Regions from separate parts of the Mus musculus genome. Here all the other regions are linked to region 7. The links are chromatin contacts, called in public Hi-C, HiChIP or PLAC-seq and promoter capture Hi-C maps. All regions are on one chromosome and are shown on one strand. Each heading gives the region's core, a stretch centred on a gene start, on an enhancer-like site or on the middle of the called end of the contact. The rest is flanking DNA. Distances are from core to core; before and after follow the strand shown.

Evidence for each region. Promoter capture Hi-C pulls out the DNA fragments that hold promoters and counts their contacts. Hi-C and Micro-C count contacts between places; a contact is called where the count stands out from the background. HiChIP or PLAC-seq counts read pairs in DNA pulled down with a chosen protein or histone mark. Capture Hi-C pulls out chosen DNA fragments and counts their contacts.
Region 1: a contact with region 7 is called in a promoter capture Hi-C map of liver, with 2.8 times the contacts expected there. The contact joins the promoter of Chek2 here to the promoter of Tfip11 in region 7. A contact is called at or near these places in 3 of 39 promoter capture datasets (hippocampal neurons, liver and pre-B cells) and 2 of 9 other capture datasets (adipose tissue and liver).
Region 2: a contact with region 7 is called in a promoter capture Hi-C map of liver, with 5 times the contacts expected there. The contact joins the promoter of Ulk1 here to the promoter of Tfip11 in region 7. A contact is called at or near these places in 3 of 39 promoter capture datasets (hippocampal neurons, liver and pre-B cells).
Region 3: a contact with region 7 is called in a promoter capture Hi-C map of pre-B cells. The contact joins the promoter of Selplg here to the promoter of Tfip11 in region 7. A contact is called at or near these places in 2 of 39 promoter capture datasets (neutrophils and pre-B cells) and 1 of 9 other capture datasets (liver).
Region 4: a contact with region 7 is called in a Hi-C map of B cells, with 10 read pairs. The contact joins the promoter of Iscu here to the promoter of Tfip11 in region 7. A contact is called at or near these places in 4 of 39 promoter capture datasets (the 3T3-L1 cell line, erythroid cells and liver), 3 of 484 Hi-C or Micro-C datasets (B cells, myeloid progenitors and rod photoreceptor), 6 of 115 datasets of contacts at active chromatin or transcription factors (the NIH/3T3 cell line, T-cell acute lymphoblastic leukemia, extraembryonic endoderm stem cells and 3 more) and 1 of 9 other capture datasets (adipose tissue).
Region 5: a contact with region 7 is called in a promoter capture Hi-C map of pre-B cells, with 5 times the contacts expected there. The contact joins the promoter of Coro1c here to the promoter of Tfip11 in region 7. A contact is called at or near these places in 2 of 39 promoter capture datasets (liver and pre-B cells).
Region 6: an H3K27ac HiChIP or PLAC-seq map of microglia shows a contact between it and region 7, with 7 times the contacts expected there. The contact joins the promoter of Ep400 here to the promoter of Tfip11 in region 7. A contact is called at or near these places in 2 of 39 promoter capture datasets (the HPC-7 cell line and pre-B cells), 2 of 484 Hi-C or Micro-C datasets (CD4 T cells and CD8 T cells), 4 of 115 datasets of contacts at active chromatin or transcription factors (astrocytes, cardiomyocytes, microglia and 1 more) and 2 of 9 other capture datasets (adipose tissue and liver).

What each region holds. Positions count from the first base shown.
Region 1 is chr5:110,838,242-110,841,303 of GRCm38.p6, reverse strand. It overlaps Chek2 (checkpoint kinase 2), which reads right to left and starts at 1,321. Exons shown (of 15, transcript NM_016681.4): 1 at 1,256-1,321; 2 at 1-98. The coding sequence starts at 91. Hscb (HscB iron-sulfur cluster co-chaperone) reads left to right here and starts at 1,527. Exons shown (of 6, transcript NM_153571.2): 1 at 1,527-1,808. The coding sequence starts at 1,576. RefSeq lists an enhancer at 2,694-2,723.
Region 2 is chr5:110,808,414-110,811,611 of GRCm38.p6, reverse strand. It overlaps Ulk1 (unc-51 like kinase 1), which reads left to right and starts at 1,531. Exons shown (of 28, transcript NM_009469.3): 1 at 1,531-1,998; 2 at 2,393-2,485; 3 at 2,566-2,607. The coding sequence starts at 1,888.
Region 3 is chr5:113,828,759-113,832,077 of GRCm38.p6, reverse strand. It overlaps Selplg (selectin, platelet (p-selectin) ligand), which reads left to right and starts at 1,577. Exons shown (of 2, transcript NM_009151.3): 1 at 1,577-1,729.
Region 4 is chr5:113,771,025-113,774,092 of GRCm38.p6, reverse strand. Iscu (iron-sulfur cluster assembly enzyme) reads right to left here and starts at 1,292. Exons shown (of 5, transcript NM_025526.5): 1 at 1,149-1,292. The coding sequence starts at 1,265. It overlaps Sart3 (squamous cell carcinoma antigen recognized by T cells 3), which reads left to right and starts at 1,693. Exons shown (of 19, transcript NM_016926.2): 1 at 1,693-2,772. The coding sequence starts at 2,458.
Region 5 is chr5:113,907,143-113,910,372 of GRCm38.p6, reverse strand. Coro1c (coronin, actin binding protein 1C) reads left to right here and starts at 1,667. Exons shown (of 11, transcript NM_011779.3): 1 at 1,667-1,762.
Region 6 is chr5:110,769,179-110,772,518 of GRCm38.p6, reverse strand. Ep400 (E1A binding protein p400) reads left to right here and starts at 1,802. Exons shown (of 52, transcript NM_029337.2): 1 at 1,802-2,027. It overlaps Gm15559 (predicted gene 15559), which reads right to left and starts at 1,570. Exons shown (of 2, transcript NR_152254.1): 1 at 1,257-1,570.
Region 7 is chr5:112,324,571-112,327,620 of GRCm38.p6, reverse strand. Tfip11 (tuftelin interacting protein 11) reads right to left here and starts at 1,252. Exons shown (of 14, transcript NM_018783.4): 1 at 1,148-1,252; 2 at 1-136.

The DNA.
Region 1 (3,062 bases), core at 72-2,571, 1.5 Mb after region 7:
GCTGGCTGAAGCCACCCTGGGACTGTGAACAGGAAGCACTGTCATGAGCCTTCGAGGAGGTGCTGCTGTGGGACTGATGATGACTCTTCATATCCGACCTCGAAAACAAGAGTCCAACAATAAGGAACAAGGCTCTGGATTCGAGAGTGGAGAAGGGGAGGGAGCAGGAGAGGACTCGGCAGGAAAGTGCACATACTATTCTTGCAGAACCCAAGTTTCCCTACGTTCTCAGCACCAAATCTGGCAGCTCGAGGTTTCCTATAACTCCAAAGTCAGTGGCTCTGTAGTGGATCTTGGCCTCTGCAATCACCAGAGCTCACACTTGCACTTTCCCACACAGATAACATAATTAAAAGTAAAGTAAATCTCTACCCAAAATTAGTCATGTGGCTGCTATAACTCAATGGTAGATGGTTCATCACTTCTCCAACAGAAGCAAAGTACTGGATCCCACTCCCAGTATTGTCAAACATACAAAATGAAGACAGTTAAGGAGTCAAGAGTACAGTTCCCAGCACCCACATCCAAAAGATCACAAACACCTGTAATTCCAGCTCTTGGTGATACAATGCCCTCTATTGGCCCCCGTGCGCACTGCACAGACTTAGACACGTGATTAAAAAAAATACATAAAGAAATTTAAAGGAACGGGCACATTATGACCACCTCAAAATGAAAGACAGGCCCATTCATGAGTGGGGAGAAAAAAAAGTGACCATAGCAAAATCCCAGGATTATGAATAGAATTCCAGAGGCCACTTACAAAGCATTACACCATCTTCCTTCATGTACAGAAGCTGAGAATGGCTTGGTTGTCTCCTATCCATTCCTTGCCATCCTACCCCTCACGTATGCTGAGTATGCAGACGTACCCTCTTCAGTTCCTGCAGAGCCTAGCAGCGAAGATCGGGTTCTCAGTAGGTATTTGGGGAAAGCCATCTAGGGGCTGGCATGAACATTTATAATGTTCGTTATGAAAACTACTTCGCTCTGGCAACGAACAGCCCGGCGTTGTGCCTTCCTATGTGCCCAGACCTGTTTCAGCTCACAAGGAACAAGGAAAGTGAACTTCCCCCCCGCTTCCCCCCCGCGCGCCCCAAGGGCAGATAAAAAGGAAGAATTGACTATGCACAGCGCCCCCTCGCTCGCACAAGAAAGCAGACAAAGCGGAAGCTGCAGAGGGCCCATTTGCACAAGAAGCATGAGAACGGTATTCGACTCCTCAAACACTTAAAGTTTCCCACTTATGACTCACCGCGTGAGACCACCAGGAGCCGCAAACACTGCACAGCCTCCGCCAGTGGAGTGGCGCTAAACCTACGGATACAAACTCCACCCTCAACCAATCAAAAAGCCTTCCTCCCCGGCAGGACCAGTAAGAAAGCCCGAAGATGACTGCCGCGATTAGTCTCAAGGCTTGCTGGGAGTTGTAGTTTAACATGCAGAACGGGACTCGACGTCTTGGTTTCCCGCGGCTAATCCCGCCTCCTCGACTCCCTTAACCAATCAGCAGCGAGACGGTCTTTCCTCCTTTCCCTCGGGTCTTGCTACCTAGGTCAGCGAGCGGCCGTCCCAATGTGGGGATGCGGAGCCCGTGCCCTGCTGGGTGTGTGGGAGGTGCGGCTGGCAGGGTTCCTGGGAAGGAGACTTTTGGGCAGCAATGCCGCCGCGGGGAAGAGCATTGCACCGCAGTGCTGGAACTGCGGTCACGCAAGGGAAGTCGGGTGTGGGGATGAGTTCTTCTGCTCACACTGCCGCGCTCTGCAGCCTCCTGACCCCACTCGTGACTACTTCAGCCTCATGAACTGGTACGGGCGGCGCGTCGTGACGGGAAAGCAGCTCGGGCTTCGTAACCCGAGCGATCTAGGCTTGGGGCCGCGTCTGCGGGGCTGTAATTTCCAGCCAGCTTGGGGGGGTCTGAGGCTGAGGACCACAGTTCAAAGCCATCTTAGGCAATTTGCCGAGACTGATTCAAAACAACTACAAAGATGGATAAGTGTAGGCCATAGGTATAAGTAGTACCTAGTGAGATTTTAGGAGTTTTCCTGAGACGGAGAGGAAATAAAGTTACAGACTGGAGAGAAGATAAGGGTGGAGGCGGGGGTCAAACAGGAGTGAAGTTGCAGATGCCTGTCTGTGATCTAAGCACTTGTAAAGTGGAAAACACAGGTTCAGGAATTCAAGACTAGCAGTAGCTACAAGGACCTTGTTTTTAAACATCAACAAACAGAAACGGACAAGTTTACGGTATAGGGAGGTTTGAGGGCTGAGACTTCTGGAAAATCCATTGGCCAAACTTACAGGAACTGGGAGAGGTTTTTGTTTGTTTGTTTGTTTGTTTTTTAATTTAGCCTCACCTTGAAGTCTCGCCTGGCCTGCCTGGAATTCCACCAACCCCCTCTGCCTCACCAATGCCAGGATTAAAAGCATGCTAGACAACCGTAGGAGATGATACCCCACTTGGAGGCCAACCACACAAATAGGGAACATCTCATCGCAAATAAATTATTTATTTAACGGAGAAAATAAATACAAAACAAGCCAGGTGTGTTGGTGTTATGCCTGTGAGTCCAGCACTCAGAGGGTACAGCTGAGCCTGTACGTTTGATGAGACTCTGGGCTACATGAGACTAGGTCTCAAAAACCGAAAGCAATTAAGAACAAAACAAACCTAGTGTAGTAGCCTATGTCTAAAATCCCAGTGTTCAGTAGGCTGAAGGAAAAGGGTCAAAAGTGGGAACCCAACATAGGCTAAGCAGTGAGACCCTGTCTCAAGAAAACAAAAATTTAATTCAGGCTGAGAATTTGAGGGAGAGACACCAAGAAGTGTTCTCTGTACTTTGTCCCCCCCCCCCTGCCTTTTCTCTTTTTTTAAGACTTATTGATTGTATGTAAGTACACTGTAGCTGTCTTCAGACACACCCGAAGAGGGCATCAGATCTCATTACGGATAGCTGTGAGTCACCATGTGGTTGCTGGGAATTGAACTCAGGACCTCTGGAAGAGCAGTCTGTGCTCTTAACCACTGAGCCATCTCTCCAGCCCCTCCACTCTGCCTTTTT
Region 2 (3,198 bases), core at 282-2,781, 1.5 Mb after region 7:
TTCCCTGTGTTATTGGGCTCAAAAATGGCATGTGAACAAAATTGCCCACATTGCACACCTCCTCCCCAAATGACTGTGGTCATAAGTATCATGAGCTCAAACATGCCCATGTCATCCTTCATATGGTGAGACTCAGAATGGGTATGTGCGACAACACACACACACACACACACACACACACACACACACACACACACAGAGCCTTTGATTTGGCATTGGGTCAACATGGCAATATACCCCTCCCCAAATGACAATGTTTGTATACATCAAGTGCTCCAACATGCCCATGCAGTTCCCATGTGACCAGACAGGCAAGAAAAACACCTGAGGCAAACCAAATGCCCATGCTATAAATAATCCCAGCATTTGCAGGAGAATCAGCAGCTCACGGCTATTCTATGTGATGAGCTCTGGGATAGCCTGGACTACAGGAAACCCTGCCTCAAACTTCCCCTCTAACAACAAAAGTTAAGTAAAATAATAAATGAAGGAAAACTGATGCCTTCGGTGAGATGGCTCCAAGGATAAAAGACCTTGTTGCCAAGTTTGACAACCTGAATTTAATGTTAAGAGTCACAAAGTAGACAGAAACATCTTTTACATTTTCCTCTGACCTTCACATGACCATGTTCTCAAGTCTCCGTCCCCACATACAGAATAAGCAAATGTAATAAAAGAGAGAAAATGGATGTGGTGGCACCTGCCTTTAATTCCAATACTCAGGAGGAAGAGGCTGAGGGATATCTGTGAGTTTGAGGTCAGCACGATCTACAAAGAGACAAAGCAAGTTCGAGACCAGTCGGGCCTACAATGTGAGAAGACTCAGTTAAAAAACTTTCAATCCCCAGTTCTCAGGAGGCAGAGGCAGGCAGATCTCTGAGTCTGAAGCCAGCCAGTTCTACTGAGTGAGTTCCAGGACAGGCAGGGATACACAAAGAAATCCTATCTCGACTTCTCCAAAAGAAAGCACAAACAAAACAAAACAAAACAAAACAAGTGGTAGGAAGTACGTAGGGCAGAGCTGGAGAGATGGCTCAGCTATTAAGAGCATCTACTGCTCTCCTGGTTTGGTTACCAGTTTCCACATGGCAGCTCATTACTGCCTGAAACTCCAATTCCAGGACCCGACACATACATGTTTAATATGAATGTTTCACGTGTTTATATACACATACACGGTGCATATAAACTCCTGTAGGCACACACATATACATATGAATAAAATAAGTAAATAAAAAAATGCCTAGGGCAGAGCGAGGAGCCACAACCAGAGATAGTTCTGACATTGACATGCCCAGTCTGCTCCGGCCCCGCCCATATCCTGCCTCCTCTCTCAAGTCCCGCCCAGTATAGGGCTGGGCCCATCGAGGCACCACCCAAACTAAGCCCCGCCCCGCCTTACCACCCACGAGGTGTCCTTCATTTCGGACCCGCCCATTGCCAGCTCCGCCGCCTAAGAGGTCTTGAGCTCCGCAGGCCCCGCCCATCGTCCCGCCTCCACGCAGTGCGGCTGCGCCGGCACCTCGGGCTCCGAGGCCCGGGTGCCGCGGATCTTTTGTTTCCCTGCGGGGCTCCGAGCCGCATCGTCAGTCAGGCCCGGACTTGGAGCTGGAGTGTGTCAGAGCTGAGTCCCGAGTCGGACCGGGTCCCGACTGTCAGCGCCGGGAGGGTACCGAGGAGGACGCCGAGGGAGCGCGCCCCTCCGTCCGCCGGCCTGTGGGACTGGGACCCGGCTCAGGCCTGCCCGATGGGGCACGGGGCCCTGGCGATGAGCCCGCGCCTCCGTCCCCGCGTACGCGGCCCGCCGGCCTCCGCCTGAGCCCAGCGCACCCCGTAGCGCCGCCCCGGGGCCCGAGCCCGGGCTCGCGCCCCCGGCCCGCGCGCGCTATGGAGCCGGGCCGCGGCGGCGTCGAGACCGTGGGCAAGTTCGAGTTCTCTCGCAAGGACCTGATTGGACACGGCGCCTTCGCGGTGGTCTTCAAGGGTCGACACCGCGAGGTGGGTGAGGCTCCCGCGGAGGCCTCGCAATCCCGGACTCCCAGCCCAAGGGACACCTTACCTCCGGTAATCCGTAGAGGGACCCAATTAAGGACCCCCCAGCCCGGGAAACCCACCTGCTACTCTAGCTCCAGAAAACTGGAGACGCCAGCCAGCACAGGATTCCCTACCTAGCCCCGAAGTCAGACCAGTTCTGAGAACCTAACCTGGGACTCCATCCTGGGACTTAAATTCCAGGCCGGCTGACAGACACTCACTATCTGTCTGCCTCTGGCAGCCTCCCATTCCAAGACCCTTGGGACAGCCACCCTAAGCCATCTCTGTGTTCCCTGCTTGGTGGGGAGCAGGAGGGGGGGTTGTTTTCAACCCTGAAGGTTCACGTTTGGCTTTTCAGAAGCACGACCTGGAGGTGGCCGTCAAATGCATTAACAAGAAGAACCTTGCCAAGTCCCAAACACTGCTGGGAAAGGAAATCAAAATCCTGAAGGTGAGCCAGCGCCTCGGGGGAGGGGGAGAGGGTGGGTCAGCTCTTTTCTTGCTCATGAGAAACTTGGATTTGTGTCCTAGGAACTAAAGCACGAAAACATCGTGGCGCTGTATGACTTCCAGGTAAGGCTCAGCGTTGGGCTTGGGGGAGGGGTAAATCTATTCTTGCCCTTGTCCCATCCACTGTTGCTTCAGGACCTAGGTTGCCTGGGGCTGGAGCCCCCCTGAGGGCAGATGATGGCTTTAGATTAGTATTTGGTTTAGGTGAAAGGAGCTGGGTTCTGAATGCCTTGTCTCACGCTTGTCCTACTGTGAGGCCACTTAGGGCCAGGGAGACCTCATCTCTGGTCCAAGTTTTTCCTGGCTTTTCCTAGGTTCTGGGGACCTCTCTAGCTTATATGTTGCCTGCATGGGAAGGAAGGCGGCCATCAACACTAATGTTGAATCTCTGGCGATTGCCTGGTTTACATTGTTTGGGTTCAGCGTACCCTGGTGCCAAAGACCCTTTCTTCACTGTGATGTCTGACCCAGTGGCCCTTACTGAGAATGGGGTTCCGGGCAGGCCCACCTGTCTGGGCTGGCGGGTTTGTTTGTTGACATTGCTTCAGCGGCCTGGCATTGGCCAGCCCACTCCTGCGTCAGAGGCTGGAAGGGGGAGGGGTTGCTGGAGATTCCTTCTAGCCGGCAGTTGGGGCTGGGCCCACTCATCCGGCC
Region 3 (3,319 bases), core at 328-2,827, 1.5 Mb before region 7:
TTTATAGGCTGAGCCCTCTCATCAGCCTTGGTTTGTATTTTGAGGCAGCTATGTGACCCTGGTTGGCCTGGCACTGTATAACCCAGACTGGCCTCAGCCTTTCAAGTTCTGGGACGACAGGCACACACTACCTCACCCTCTGGCTTTTGTTTTTAAACAACTTTCATGCAAGGCAGGGTATGGCCTTCTCTCTACAAGAGTCCTGAGCCTGGCTTTGCAAAACTGCAGGGCAGACCCTGGAGGCTAATCCCTTTGTCCACTTCCAGATCCACACTGTGCATGCTTGACCTCCAGTCTTTACCTCATCTATCTCACCTCATCTCCTGCCTGACCCCGTAGCTCACCCTGGAGTGTCGCTTTTACTGGAGGGTATGTGGTCATGGTCTACCAGCCTGTTTACTGGCTGGCCTCACCATCCCATGGACAAGGGGGATTGTATGAGACCAAGGCTGCTGATCAACCTGAGATACAGGCAAAGGAAATCTGTTGGGCAAAGGAACAGATAAGGGAGAAATCCATTGGGGAATGACCCTCCCTGTCTGGCGAGTCCTTGACTGTTGGATTTTTCATGGAGCAGTTAAGACAGGGTCTTACTTTTTTGTTGGTTTGGTTTGGTTTGGTTTTTTGGTTTTTTGAGACAGGGTTTCTCTGTGTAGCCTTGGCTGTCCTGGAACTCACTCTGAGATCAGGCTGGCCTCAAACTTAGAAATCTGCCTGCCTCTGCCTCCCAAGTGCTGGGATTAAAGGTTCGAGCCACCACTGCCTGGCGAGTAACTTTAGCCCAGGCTAGCCTCAGACCCACAGTACTCTTCCTGCTTTGGCATCCCCACCACTAAGATTAAAAGTGAGAGCCACTACACCCAGTTATGTAGAACCCTGTGAGAGGAAAAGCCTCGTAGCCCCAGAGAAAGGAGGATCCTGAGGCCAAGCTGAGCTGTGGAGACGTGGAGAGGTTGGGGAGTATGCACAAGAATGCATGTGACTCACACACAAGCACATGTACAAACACACGTGTACATGCATGCACACACGTACACAAATGTGCATATACACATGTATACACACATGCACACATGAGCATGCACATGTACAAATGCATGCACATACACACATGAGCATACACATGTACAAATGCATGCACATACACACATACATACACACATGTGCACACAAGCACACACGTGTGCACACACCAGCATGCACACACACAAAAAACACTCTATGCATAAGCTCCAAAAAGGTGGGTGATTTGCAGTTCCTGCCCCTCTGCCTCCCATTCTCCATCTCCATTGAGACCCTCCCTCCCTTCTGTCTGGCCTTTGCCTCCATGGCAGGGGTTCTCTCTGGTTGCCTCTCTCCAGTTGCCCATAGAACAAGGCTGTGACTCTTCTCTGAGGTCTCATGTAGAGGTCCCCTCACAGTAAGCACCCCCCATACCTTCCTTGAACTTTCAAGATTGTTATCAGTCCCAACAAACCGCCATCACACTGCCCACCCAGCTTTAATCAGACTTGTCACCAAAGCTGTCACAAACAAGGGGGTGTGGGCGCGTCACGTGACCAGCCTGAGTAACCTCATTCTCGCTTCCTTCTTCCACACCCTGCCGTTGGGGGTTGGCGGGCAGATTGGGACCACAAGTGTCTGGCAGTGTGGACTGGGGCCCTGTCACTGAGGCAGAGTCGTTTGCTTCTGGGCCCTGAGGCAGCTGCCCCATGCTCTGTTGGGCACGGTAAGTCTGATTCGAAAAACCATGGGGAGTGGCTGGGGGCCCAAGGGACAAGGAGCCCGCCTTTGCAAGGTGCCTGGGCCCTTGTGAGTGGTGCTGACGTTCTGGGCCGAGGTCTCCCAGGAGACTTGGGCTTCTCCATCCTTAGCTGAAAATGCTCAGCTACTGCCTGTTTACCAGGCTGGCCTTGCAGTCTCTGTGTGGAGGCTCAGAGAAGCCCGGGTCCTCTGCCCTGAAACTATCCCACCCTTCCTCTCAACTGTGGGAAGCTCAAGGCCAGAGCTGAGACTGAGTCTGGACGAGTCGTGGAGTTTGTCTCAAGGTTGTTAAGGCATGAAACATTCTTTGGGATACTCTCTCTCTCTCCTCCTCTTCCCTCCCTCCCTCCCTCCCTCCCTCTCTCTCAAATCAGATATGGTCTCCATTTGTTCATAGGCTAGCCTGGAACTCTATGTAGCCCAGGCTAGCCTCTTGCCTTGGCCTCATGCTAGGGTTATATAGGGTTATATAGGTTATATGCACCACCATACCAGCCTTCTTGGATCTAAATTTTTATTTTCATTTATTATTATTTATTAACTATTATTTGCATATGAGCATATGGCATGGGCACTTGTGCGCATGAGCAGGCACATGAGTGTTATGCAGTATGTGTGGAGGTCAGAGAATAACTTGGGGGAGTCAGTTCTCTCCCACAGTGGGTTCTGGGAACTGAACTCAGGTCAGCAGGCTTCCCCAGCAAGCACTTTGACCCTCAGAGCCATCCAGCCTCCACTTTAATCCCTTTTTTCTTATTTATTTATTTATTTATTTATTTATTTATTTATTATATGTAAGTACACTGTAGCTGTCTTCAGACACTCCAGAAGAGCACATCAGATTTTGTTACAGATGGTTGTGAGCCACCATGTGGTTGCTGGGATTTGAACTCAGGACCTTTGGAAGAGCAGTCGGCAATCTTAACCGCTGAGTCATCTCACCAGCCCTGCCTTTTTTTTTTTCTTAATTAAATCAGATTGAGAAAACAGTACTTGTTCATAGGAAATTGTTTTTTTAAGTTGGTATTATCATTATCATTGCTATTATTTTATTATTATTATTAATTTTTTTCGAGACGGGATTTCTGTGTAGCCCTGGCTGTCCTGGAACTCACTATGTAGACCAGGCTAGCCTCAAACTCAGAAATCCACCTACCTCTGCCTCCCAAGTGCTAGGATTAAAGGCCTGTGCCACCACTGCCTGGCTTAGTCTTATTATTTTTAAAAGTTTTATGTGTGTGTTTTGAGAGCATGTCTCGAAGAAAAAAAAAGAGAGAGAGAAAGAAAGAGAAAGAGAGCATTCATGTCTGAGCATCACATGTGCGCAGTGCCTTATGAGGTACAGATGGATGTGAGCCTCCATGAGTGCTGGAGATCCTGGTCCTCTGAATGCTCTGAACTGCTGAGCCATCTCTTCCGGGCTCAGTGTTTTTGAGAAAATCGCACGTAGCCAAGGTTGGCCCCAAACATACCGTGTAGCCAAGGATGACCTTAATTCTGTGCCTCCATGTAGGCCTGTGCCTCTGCCACACCTGGTTCACTGATGCAGGAAATC
Region 4 (3,068 bases), core at 43-2,542, 1.4 Mb before region 7:
ACATCTTCCTTTCAGGGGGCTGTCAACCAGAAGTAATCCCCTGACTCACACACTGTACCAGATCTGGGCTCAAAGCACAACTTCTCTTTTTTACCAAACACAATACACAAAGAGAAGTATGCACTTACAAAAAATCCCGAGAATAAAAACAGCCCCAAATGGAAGAGTTCCCCAGAAGTTTCAAGGTCAGAGATGAGCTGGAGGTTGGGGAACGAACGAGTCATTGGTGGCTGTAAACATAAACACAGCGCTACCCTGTGGCAGGAGCGCCCCCTGGTGCCTTAAGGCTGCCAGCCCGTCAAGGTCCTGCAGCTATAATGTCAACAAAACAACCTTCCCTTTGGGGTAGAAGGCCTTGGGCAAGAGCACCCAAGCCAGAACAGAACAAGCAGCTGTTAAAGTCAGGGACACACTAAGATTTAATAACCGAGCTTTCTCCCGCTAGTTACCAGGAGGCACCCTCATCTGCAGATTGAGTCTAAGCCCTGAGCCCCCATAACGCATCATCTAATCAAGGACTTTGGGGGGGGGGGGAGGGAGTGTCTTGTACATCTGCGGTAGCCTTGTTTTTCGGAGTGAGTCTCCTGTCAAGAGGATTTTAACGTCCCTAAAAGCGTGGGGGCCCGCAAACTACTCTTCTTCTATACTTTCTGCTCCCTACCAATAAACACACAACTGAGAACCGAAGTTTTAATGTTGGGCTAGGTGCTTGGCTGAGCTCGAGGCCATCGGCTCCTAAAAGAGTAAATAAATCGCCATCAGTGGTTTCCCTTGGTTGGACCGAGCGCTCCACGTACGGGGACTTCAGAAGACTCCTGTCAGGTCTGAGAGAAAGGATGGGAGGGGACCAGTGACTTGATCAAGGCCATCTGGCCAGGGCAATGGCTTAGCTGGGGAGGACGCTGGTGCTGTCGAGTGTGCTCAAGCATGCGTGTGTGTGTGTGTGTGTGTGTGTGTGTGTGTGCGTGCTGCCCCTTGACCCCCGGCACGACATACCCGGACCCTCCCTTCTGGGCTGTCAGCCTTGGGACACTCGGAGTGACGGCCGCGGCGGGGCAGAGGCGGCCGCGGGGCTCCTCGGTGCTGGTGATCTGCGCAACGGCGGCAGGTCCCCTCGATGGTTCGCGCACCCCCTCGCCCGCCCATACCTTCTTGTGGTAGAGCCTGGCCGGAGCCGACAGCTCCCGGGCGGGCAGGCGCGGGCTCCGCAGCAGCAGCGCCGACGCCGCCCGCCTCAGACGGCCAGCTCCCGTGGCCGCCGCCATCCTGCCGGCTTGAGCTGCGTCGACCTCGGCGACGCCGGAGGGATGGCGCGCCCGTTCGACGTCACCGCAGCTCGGCGCTTGCGCTGGCGTCTCGGCCCGGCTACGCCCCCTCTGACCGCGCCCTCGGAAGGGGCGTGGCCAGGCGCAGAGCGGGAAGGTCCGAAGCGGCGTGCAAGGTTGTCTGGTGCTGCGATGGGCGTGGGGATGCTCGGTTTCAGGCGTGTTTATGATTCGATCATGCATACGTCCCTGGTAGACTTTTGTTCAGGCTGTGGAGTTCCTTTTCTTTCTTTCTCTCTCTCTTTCTTCCTTTTTTTTTTTTTTTTTTTTTTTTACTAATTCCGAGGTAGCCGTTTCACCCATGGAGCAAATGCATATTAAGTGTACTCTAGGTGTCACTAAAAAAAAAAAAAAAAAAAAAATCCTGGGAGCAAAACGGACGCGATTTCTGGCTCGTTAACCTTGTTGATGAAGGGGAAAGGCAGTGCAGAGGGAAACAGCAACGCTTTTCCGACCTCGAGAACGAGGGGTATAAGAGAAACGAACCCCATCCCTCGACACCTACGTTTGTTTTACCGCCATGCACATCATTCCGAATCAATACTTATTGTAATGTATTATCATTGACTATAAAAATCCACAAAAGCGACTCGTTTAACACAACTACGAGGTACTAGGTGTTACAAAGGGGAGGGAGCTTTATTCGAGAGATGAGACTTTTCCCATGAGATGGTGCATCCGATCGCGGAGGAACTGCAATCTTGTCCGCACTTGAGGGTCGGTTGCCGGGAAACAACCACGCACCGGAGCCGGCCGAGCCTTACAGAAGGTCTTTAGTCCAAAGCGACGACTTTGACCTTCCTAAGATGGCGCCTCGACCTTAACTACGGACATCACGCACGCACCACTTCAGCTGTGGCTGCCACTTCCGGCCCAAAGACCCGACAGCTGTCCACGGTTGTAGCCGGACGCAGGTTATGCTCGTGAGCCTTTTCTTCTGACGGTGGCGTCTGGAGGCGCTAAAGGATAGCATCAGCGGTGGATTCTCCACAGCTTCCTGCTCCCTGAGGCCGTCCGCGACGCTCCCGCTGGTGGCCGAGCGGAGTTTTGATCAGGCAGACGCCGCGGACAGCCCGATGCTCGCCGGGCTTCGGCGGGCGAGGGAAGACCCGAGAGTCGCGGGCTGCGCAAGATGGCGACGACGGCCGCATCTTCGGCGTCCGAGCCGGAGGTTGAGCCCCAGGCCGGGCCTGAGGCCGAGGGAGAAGAGGATGAGGCGAAGCCGGCCGGTGTGCAGCGGAAGGTGCTGTCCGGCGCTGTGGCCGCGGAGGCGGCGGAGGCCAAGGGCCCCGGATGGGACCTGCAGCGGGAAGGCGCGAGCGGGAGCGATGGGGATGAGGAGGACGCCATGGCTTCCTCCGCCGAGAGCTCCGCCGGGGAGGACGAGTGGGAGTACGACGAGGAGGAGGAGAAGAACCAGCTGGAGATCGAGCGGCTGGAGGAGCAGGTTGGCCGGCCTGGGTGGCGGCGGCGGGCTCCCTTCCTCCCTTCGGGTCCCCAGGCCCGGCCCGCCCCCTCGGTCCTCCGTGGTTATGGAGACCGCTGAGGTCGCCGGGACGCCGTGAGCCACCGTGAGTCCCCGCGTCCCCGGCTCAGTGCGCGCCCAGGGCGTCCCTAAAGTATTCCATTGAATAGTGTTTAATCCGGTTTCCCCGGGAAACTGAGGCTCGTTGAGGGGGCTCCTGCACAAGGTGCCACCGCACCTGAGAGTGTTTATCTTTTTAAGCTTTTACTCTCTCTTTT
Region 5 (3,230 bases), core at 418-2,917, 1.6 Mb before region 7:
TGTGTGTGTGTGTGTGTGTGTGTGAGAGAGAGAGAGAGAGAGAGAGAAGCCAGAAACTGAGCTCTGCCTGGGAGGGGCTGCTATTGTAGTCACAGATAAAGAAACCTAGCTCCCGCTGGAGAGGTGTTCTGCAATCAAGAGCACTTCCTGCTTTTTCAGAGGACTCCTGGTTCCCGGAACCACAGTAGTCCTCTGACAGCCTGCGGACACTCCAGATTCAGGCTAGCTCAGTCTGGTCTGACCTATGAGGGCACTGCATGCAGGTGGTGTAATTACATACACAGAGGCATACACGTAAAATAAACACACCAATCTTTAAAAATTGAGCTTTGCAGAGAGTAAAAACTTGCTGAGCAAGCTGCTTCATTCTGGTAGACCTAGATTTACACAACACATAATTTACACACACACACACACACACACACACACACACACACACTTTGCCTAATTTTATTTTATTTACTTATTTAGAGACAGAGTTTCTTTACATATCCCTGGATGTCCTGGAACTCAGTATGTAGACCAGGCTGGCCTGGAACTACTGACGGAGATCCACCTGCCTCAGCCTCCTCAGTGTTGGGACTAAAGGCGTGTGCCTTCTGTTTTGAGGTGGCAGTTTATCTTAATTCCTGCAACAAGAATTCAGGGGTTCTACCACTGAATGCCGACCACAGATTCCTGGACATCTCTGAGGCTAAAACAAAGTGAAAATTCATCCCTCTGCGAATTGTAAAGATGCCTTGCTTTGGGAAATAAATGGCCCAACCCCTCAGCTGGCCCAGATCTCTGGACGCAGTTTCCTTAGATCTTGGTATTTCAAAGCTTGATATTTCTGAAGGGGCTTTGGCTAATAGTGGGATAACCTTACACTCAAGATTAGGAAACTGAAATCCAAAGAGGTGAGTGAAATGGTCCCTGGGTCACTTCATTTGAGAGTAACAGGGCTAGGACACATATCCACGTGCTCATATGGAGGGACTTTAGCCAGGGAGTCTTCATTGCTTCTCCTTAGCTCTCTCTCATAGGTGTGGTCCAGCCCAAGGGTTGCCACCCTGCCCTGGAGAGTAGTGGGAGAGAGCGTGGGTGAGAGGGTTGAACCAGCCCTGATGGAGGTGGGGCTAAGAACTTGGGGCGGGGCTTACGGTTTAAGTACGCTCAGGGCTGTGGGCGGGGCTTGAGGTACAGCAAATAGGATGATCATAGGTTCCCCGGGTCTTCAGGAAATCCGAGCGGGGATTTGCGGCGCTCAACTGGGGGAAGCTAGGTTTTGGGGGCGGGGGGAAACCAAGCCCTGCTCACGGACTCGGTGGGCAGTTAGATGCGCTCAAACGACCATCCTCATAGAGAGGCTCTGCAGGGCCGTGGGTGGAGCTTAAGAACGCCCGCTCTGGTTCTAAAGACCTGGGTGGGGCTGGAAGGAGCCCGTGGGCGTGGCCACCCGGCCATTCAAGTGCCCCGGAAAGCGGGCGTGGGCTCCGAGTCTCCTTGCACCTCCCCGCGCCACCACAGGGGGCGCTCTAAGGAGAGCCGGGCATCTAACCGGGACCTTCCGGAAGTGGGCGTGGTGAAGCGTGGTTCGGCGGCGCTGGTTGGGCGCGGCCCCGGCGCGGGGGCGGGGCCCGCGCGCGCGAAGGCCTGGGCAGCGGCGGCCGCGCCCCTCCCCCGCGCGGCGCTCAGTGCCAGGCGGGAGGCGGCAGCGGTTGGAGGCTTCGCGGGGCTTTGCAGCAGGGACTTCGGCGGCGCCTCAGGCACCCGGGCTCTGGTAAGCAGCGCGCGCTCAGGACGGGGCAGCTCCGGAGCGAGCCCGGGGCGGGCGGGCCGGCCTCCGGGACCCCGCGTGTGAAGCTCTCGGCTGACAGGAGCCGGCGGCGCCGAGTGGTGCGGGGCGCACGCGCATGCCCCGGGCGCTGCGGCTGGGGAATGGCCGTCTGCGGGCAGCCGTGGGCCCGGCAGCCGTGAGGCGGTGTCTGAGCGCTGCGAAGAGCCTGCGGCCGAGCGCTCACGTGGGGCTGGGTCCGCGGGGGACCCCCGGTGTGCGGGGCGCGCCCGGGCGGGGCTCCGCCTGGCTCGCAGTGCATGGCCTCCTGGACCCTGAAGACCTGGGGCGGGGGCGGGCTGCAGTGGCGTGGCCTGGAGGAGGAACCCTGTCCCGGGTGCGGAACCTAGTGACCCGCGGGGCAGGTGGGGCTCAGCCGCGCCGAGATGGCTAGGATGACATCAGAGGTGGAGGGTGGGGACGCCCAGCCCAGCTCTGCCGCCGGTCCCCCGGCGGGCGTACGCACAGCAGCCCTATCTATCTCCAGTGATGTGAATGAGCTGGGGGGAAGTAGCCGGCTGCAGGGCTTTCGGAGAAGAAAGGGGCTTCCTCCCGGAGGGAGGTGCCGGCCCCGACGTCCTTTTTTGGGAGTGTTCAAAGGGTTTTTTTTTGCAGGCTGGAAAAGGAAATGCAGGCTTTCTCTCCGTCGTGGTTTAGAATCACATCCTATATTTGGCCTTCATGTAGGCTGCCCTTGTTTTGTGGTGTCAGAACGGCTTGCTCTACACATTTCGGTCGTGGGATTCAGAGTGAGAAGCAAATTGCAAGTTGTTCGTCTCTCCCGGAATTGCTTCCTGTAAGCATTTGAAAGAGAATTGACCGCAGAGCGTGCTTATTCGCAGGGCCACAATATGTTTAGTTTTGGAAATGGTTGGCACGAAATAATTGTACTCCCATCCCGTGGCCTTCCCTACCGGGATTATATTCTAAAACAGTACTTGCGAGGCTCTTAGTCACCCTATATAATAAAGCGTCTTATTGTCCTTGTCTGGCAGCACCCTGACACCAGGGCCTGCTAGTAGAGGGAAGAACATGATGAAGTACAAGTAGTTGCTTCCTGCCTCCTTCTCGGGTGTGAAGGCAAATGGTAGTTCATATTCCTGTCTGTCCGCAGCTTCAGAGCAGCTGAACACAGTGCTTGGTTCTGGACATGTTAGAGAACACTGACCTAGGGAGACTTGGGGAGTGTGTGTCACACGCAGTGATGTTTGGATAGCCAGCCTGACATTAAACATCGAATCTAGGCGGCGGTTACATATTGTACTGGCTGGTTTTCTGTCTAGCTTGACACAAGCCAGAGTCATCAGAGAGGAGGAAGCCTCAGTTGAGAAAAAGTGAGACTGAGGTTATAGAAAAGCCTGTGGGGCCTTTTCTTAATTGGTGATTCATGGTGGGAGGGCTGAGCCCATTGTGG
Region 6 (3,340 bases), core at 553-3,052, 1.6 Mb after region 7:
CAAATAAAATCTTTTTTAAAAAAGTATGTGTGTGAGTGTGTGTACATGTAAGCTCCCTAATGTGGGTGCTAGGAACCTCATTTTTTTTTTTTGCAAAAGCAGCAGTGCTCAGAAACCCTTGTAAGTTTCTAAAAATTATAATGTGTGTGTGTGTTTGTGTGTATGTCATGTGTATGTGTGTGTGTCATGTGTATATGTGAATGCCTGTGGAAGCCAGAAGAGGTTGTCAGATCTGGAGCTAATTACAAATGGTTGTGAACCACCTGATGTGGGTTCCGAGAACTGAATTCAGGTCCTCTCATGGCTAAGCCAACTTTCCAGTTATCCTGGACTTTTTTTTTTTTTTTTAAAGATTTGTTTATTTCATGTATATGAGTACACTGTAGCTATCTTCAGACACACCAGAAGAGCATTGGGTCACATTACAGATGGTTGTGAGCCACCCTGTGGTTGCTGGGAATTAAACTCAGGACCTCTGGAGGAGCAGTCCGTGCTCTTAACTGCTGATCCATTTCACCAACCCCTATCTTGAGCTTTTAAAAAGATCCTTTATTTTAGAGTTTCATGCATGTATGTTTTGGTCATATCCACCTTCTCTTCATTTCCCCTTATTCCCTACAACTTCCACTGGCTCCTTCCTAACACATTTCCCTCCTGTTTTTTATTTTGAGATGGGGTCTCATGTATTCCAGGACAGCCTCAAACATGATGAATGGATGAAGCCAGCATGAACCCCAGATCTTGCTGCTTCAGCCTCAAGTTCTGGGATTATAGCAGTGGTTCTCAAACATTCTGATGCTGTGACTCTTTAATACAGCTCCTTATGTTGTGGTGACCCCCAACCATATTTCATTGGTACTTCATAACTGTAATTTTGCTACTGCTATAAGTTGTAATGGAAATAAATATCTGACATGCCGGATATCTTATATGTGACCCATAGGCTGAGATCCACTGAATTACAAGCTTGTGCCACGAAGCTCAGTTAATTTCTTCCTTTTTTTTATAGTGTTTTTAAAATTATAATCTTTTGTTGGGCAGTGGTGGTGCATGCCTTTATTTAATCCCAGCATTTGGGAGGCAGAGGCAGGTGGATTTCTGAGTTTGAGGCCAGCCTGGTCTGCAGAGTGAGTTCCAGGACAGCTAGGGCTGCACCGAGAAACCCTGTCTCAAAACAAAACAAAACAACAAAACAAAACAACAACAACAAAAAATATATATATAAAATCTTTTTCAAACTCGTACTACAATCTTACCTCCTCTTGGGTCGTGGTTTCTTTTGCATTTCTGTGATGTCTAATGATGCTGGATGTATTTTCAGACTTCTGCTCACTGCGCCTCAGGCGCCTTTTTGTTCATAGGGCTAGTCCCCTATTTCCCACGGAGGCGGAGCACACCCAGAGGATGCGATCAGGTCCGCTCGAGCTTTCCTAAACAGCCTCCCCCGCTGGAGCGAGTCGCCAGGTGGCGTAACTGAGTGAAACTCGGGGTCCGCCCCCAACTGACGAGGCCACGCCCCTTCCCGAGTCTACCGGAACTTCCCCGAGGCCTGAGGCTCCGCCTTGTACCCATGAGGCCACGCCCCAGCCCGCGTGCACCGCCTCAGCCCCCCCAGCCCTTCCCTGCGCGTGCGCCGACTCCCCTCGTCCTGTCCGAAGCGGTCCCGCCTCGTACGGATGAGGCCTTTCGGAGGCGGCCCTGAGGTGGCTCTCCGCTCTCCAAACTCCGCCCAACGCACCTCCTGCATACAGCTCCGCCCCTAACCGCCTGCTTAAGAAGCCGCTTCGGTCCTGCCTCCGCCGTCAGCAGCGCCTCAGCTTCAGGCGACCCCGCGCGGCTGCGAGCGGCCCTACAGGATAGGTACCGTTAGTCCCTCGCCGCGCGCCGTAGCACCGGCGCTGCTACTTCCTGTGCCCGTGGACCCGGATGTGCCGAGCGGCTGCGGCGCGCTCGAGCCTCCCGGCTGTCCTGACGCGGCGGAGCGCGGCTTTTGCTCGCGGTGCAAGCGAACGGGATAGCGTCAGCGGGTGAGAGGCGGGACGGTGGGTGGTAGGCGGCAACGGCGGCGTGCCGAGCGGTTGTGTTTAGCGGTGCTGCTGCTGCTGGCGTCGCGGCGGGCCCAGGCCGCGGCGGCGCTTTGTCGTGGGCGGGCGGGGCCGAGGGGCCGGGCGGCGCTGAGAGGGGACCGGTCGGTGGCTCGGCGCGTGGTCCGGCCTCAGCAAGGCCCTTCTCTGGTCAGCGCTCTCGAGTGCGCCGTTCTTTCTGGGCAGGCGCGCGGCCGTTTCCGAGCGCTCGGGAAGGCGGGGCTCTTAACGCCCGCGGCACCGTTGGTCCGCGGCGCGCGGGGCTTCCTTTCGCGACGTAGAGCCTTGAGCGGAGACAGAGCGGGAAGGACGCCGGGGATCTGGCAGAGCTCCCCGGGCCGGGGCTCGGAGGTGTACCATCAGCCGCCGAGCCGCTGTCTCCGCAGGTCTGTCCCTAGGTCCAGTATCCTGGAGCACCGCGACTTGGAATTGGGGGTTGCGCTCATCCCTGGCACTTGTCACTTGTGCTCTCGATTATACGTGTGGCAAAAACGGTCCTTGTTTTGTTTCGGTTTTGGTTTTGTTTCGCTTTTCCATTTTAAGTCAGGGTCTTACCCTGGAGCCTTGGCTGGCCTTTTAACTCGCCATTTAGACCAGGCTGGCCTTGAGCTCACGAAGATCCGCGATTCTTGTACCTGGGTGTGTGTGTGTGTGTGTGTGTGTGTGTGTGTGTGTGAGAGAGAGAGAGAGAGAAAATGAATGAATGAATATGAATTATACAATTTGGATGGCCACAAGGCAAACCACATGTTAACTTTAAATCTTCTTTTTACGTATTTAGGTTTTCTGAGACAAAAAGTCTCATGGAAGTCCGAATCAGCCTGGACTAGACTCATTAAGTAGTCCAAGCTGGTCTGTAATTCTTAGCAATCCAGATGCCTCCACCTTGATACTGGGTTTGCAGGTGTGAGACATCATGCCTGGCTGTTTTTATTTACTTGCCATTGAGAGGAATCTTTGTGTCCCAGGCTGGCCTCAGATCCTGGCCTCAGGTTATCTTCCTACCTCAGTCTCTTGCGTATCTGGGAGTGCTGGTTCCTGCTGCAGTGCCCAGCCCCCTCTAACCCCCTTAATTTATTTATATATTTTAAAAAACCCAAAAAAACAAAAAACACATGGTCTCACTGAGTAGTTCTGGCTGTCCTGAAACAGGCTGACCTCGAACTCAAAAGAGATCTACCTGCCTCTGCCACCTGAGTACTAAAGGATTGAAGGTCTACTCCACATCTTCCTCCCCACCAAATGTTTAAAATCTC
Region 7 (3,050 bases), core at 3-2,502:
CCAATTTGCAGTTCCAGGGAAACTTCAGAGCATTTTCTGAAATACTATTTCCACGGGACTGAAGGTTTCCTTCCCTGAACGGCTTCTACGGTACTGGAAGGTTGCAGTCTTTCTGAATGCCACTTTGCAGTCACTCCTAGAGGGTAGGGAAAAAACAGTGTTCTACCCAGGTAGCTATTCATCTCTCTCTCTCATAACTGCATTCATTCAGTTCCAGGAGAAGCTTGTAAGGACTGATTAAGATGATACTTTCGAAAAACAAAAGCTCCAACACTTTGGAGGCAGAGAGGCAGATCCATCTCTCTAAGTTCAAAGCCAGCCTGGTCTCAAAACCGACAAAACAACAACGAAAGCTCCGCTCCCAGTAGGTGCTCAAGAAACAGCACCCTTACATCTTTGACTCTAGCAGTAGGGAGGCAGAGACCAGGGGGGTCTGAGTTCAAAGCCAGCCTGGTCTACAAAGCAAATTCCAGGGCAGCCAGGGCTGGCTGCTAAAGAGAAATTCTGTCTTGAAAACAAAAACAAAAAACAAAACAAACAAACAAACAAAAAACAGAAACGGGGGGAAAGGGAGGAAAAAGGAAAAAAAAAAAAAAGCATCTTCTTCCACTCCATGATCGGGTTTCAGGTTCACACTCATTACAAGTCAGGACTGCGAAGTGAATCCTTCAAAATGATTGTGAAAATCATTAACACTTAACACCCCAGCCTGAGTCTAAATCGCGCCTCTATGAACACCTGTGAGTGTGGTTATCACATTCAAAGGTCCCGACCCGACACTGTGTGCATTGCACAGTAACATCCTCACTATGTGACACCAGTGACTGACAGCGTGAAAACGGCTCCGCGGTGACTAACAGCTCCCCCCCCCCCCCGCTGCTCCTCCTCCTCCTCCTCCTCACTATGCACCGGCGAAACTCAACAGGTTCCGACCCCAGCAACCAGCACATGTTGAGTTTCCTCAAAGGAGCAGGAAGCCCTAGGCCCACTCAATTACAGCACCGCCACCTCCCCAGCACAGGGGACAGGAGACGCTCAGCTCAATGTCAGCAGCGGGCCCGGAGCGCAGGGAAACCGTAAAGCCGTCGTCACGGAGCCTCGGAGCCTCAGCCCGCGCTCCCGGGACGCCACCCCGCCGCCTGCTCACCTCGCTCAGCATCCGCGAGAGCCACACAGCCTTCGCCCAGCGTCCCCGAATCTGCGAGGGTCCCGCCAGCCCAAACCCGGATGTGGCCTTTACCGGCGCATCGGAAATACGTCATCGCTCAGAGGCGGAAGTGGCGCGCTGTTGCCCCGGCAGCGACTTCACGCCGGAGGGGGCGTGTCTGCAACCCGGAAGGGCCGGTGATCCCGCCTCGCGCTGCTTCTGGTTCCCATCGGAACTGAGGCTGAGTGGCCGTCTCGTTCCAGGGCGAGCCGTCGCCAGGCACTGGAGTCTTACTTGGCGTTACCAGCGTCACGAGGACACTGAGAGATTAAAATGTCCTCGCGACCCCATGTCGAGTTCTCTCCAGGAAGCAGTTTTATTGTTCTCCTCTTTGCTCTAGTTATTTCTCTGTCGCTGGGAAAGAACGGAGTTGGGGTTTCTTGTTGGTTTGATTTGGTTTTGGTTTTGTGAATTTTCAAGACAGGGTTTCTCATCCTGCCGTGGTGGCGCACGCCTTTAATCCCAGCACTTAGGAGGCAGAGACAGGTGGATTTCTGAGTTCGAGGCCAGCCTGGTCTACATACAAAGTGAGTTCCAGGACAACCAGGGCTACACAGAGAAACCCTGTCTCGAAACCCCCCACCCCCAAAAAAAAGAAAGAAAGAAAGACAGGGTTTCTCTGTGTAGCCCTGACTGTCCTGGAACTCATTGTGTAGACCAGGTTAGCCTCGAACTCGGGAGATCTGCCTGCCTCTGCCTCCTGAGTGCTGGCCTTAAAGGCGTGTGCCAACGCGACCCACAAAGAGCATATGTCATCTTTTTACACATCTTACAAATCTATACATAGTCTGGTGCCATCTCTGGTTCTGAAACTAATTTGTTTTCTCTAATACCCTAAAAGGCTGGGTCCTGGTGGGTTTTGTTGTTGGCTGGACTTATTTTTGTTTTCCCCTGTCAGCTTGATACACACTAGAGATATCTAGGAAAAGGACTCGGTGCTTCCATCGGATGGCCTGTAGGCAAGACTGGTGTCGTTTGCTTGATTCATGATTGATGTGGGACGGCCCAGCCCATTGTGGGTGGGGCCTCCCCCTGTGGTCCTGGGTGCTGTAAGCACAGGGAGCAAGCCAATAAGCAGCGTTCCCTCCGTGGCTTCTACTTCAGTTCTTTTTAAAAATGTCTTTGGACTGTAATCTGTAAAGCAAATAAATCAGTTTCCTTCCCAAATTGCTCTTGGGTATGGTCTTTACAATACAGCAATAAAACCTAACCAAAAAACATGCAGGAGGATTTGTTAGTGAGGCTCTTGGGGAGTCCGTCAGAGCCAATGTGATACTGTGGGATCAGGGTCCCTTCTTGGGGTTTTATGGTCACGTGAATGAAAGCATCTAAGAACTGATACAGAGAGCTGAGGGCGGGCAGTGGGGCCAGGGTTGGGGGTGGGGGCGGGAACGGCAGGCAAGTTGTAACTCATAGCTGCCGGGAGGAGAACGAAGAAGGGAAGAGGCATGGTGGTGTGGGAGAGCCAGTGTGGAGGTCGGCCACGAGCAGGCAGGGGGCCTTCAGCGCATGAGCAAGGGATCCCAGTACAGGAAAGTTGAAAGCATACTTGTGTTGGGAAAGAATATCCCTGCGTGTGAACCAAGTGAAAGTAAACCAGGAAGGCAGTGACCCCAAGTTGGCAGACAAGCACACGCAAGCTGCAAGGGTACTTCCGTTCCGTTCCATTCCATTCTGACACACGTGCTATCGTGCTATCAGGTGACTCATCCCGTTGGTAGGAGCTCAGCGTCATTCTGATGGGATTGGCACATCATAAACCACACCAAGAGGAAGCTTATGACCAGCAAGTATCAAAAAATGCCTGGTATTTGGGGTTTGACATAAACTACAAGAGTGTCCC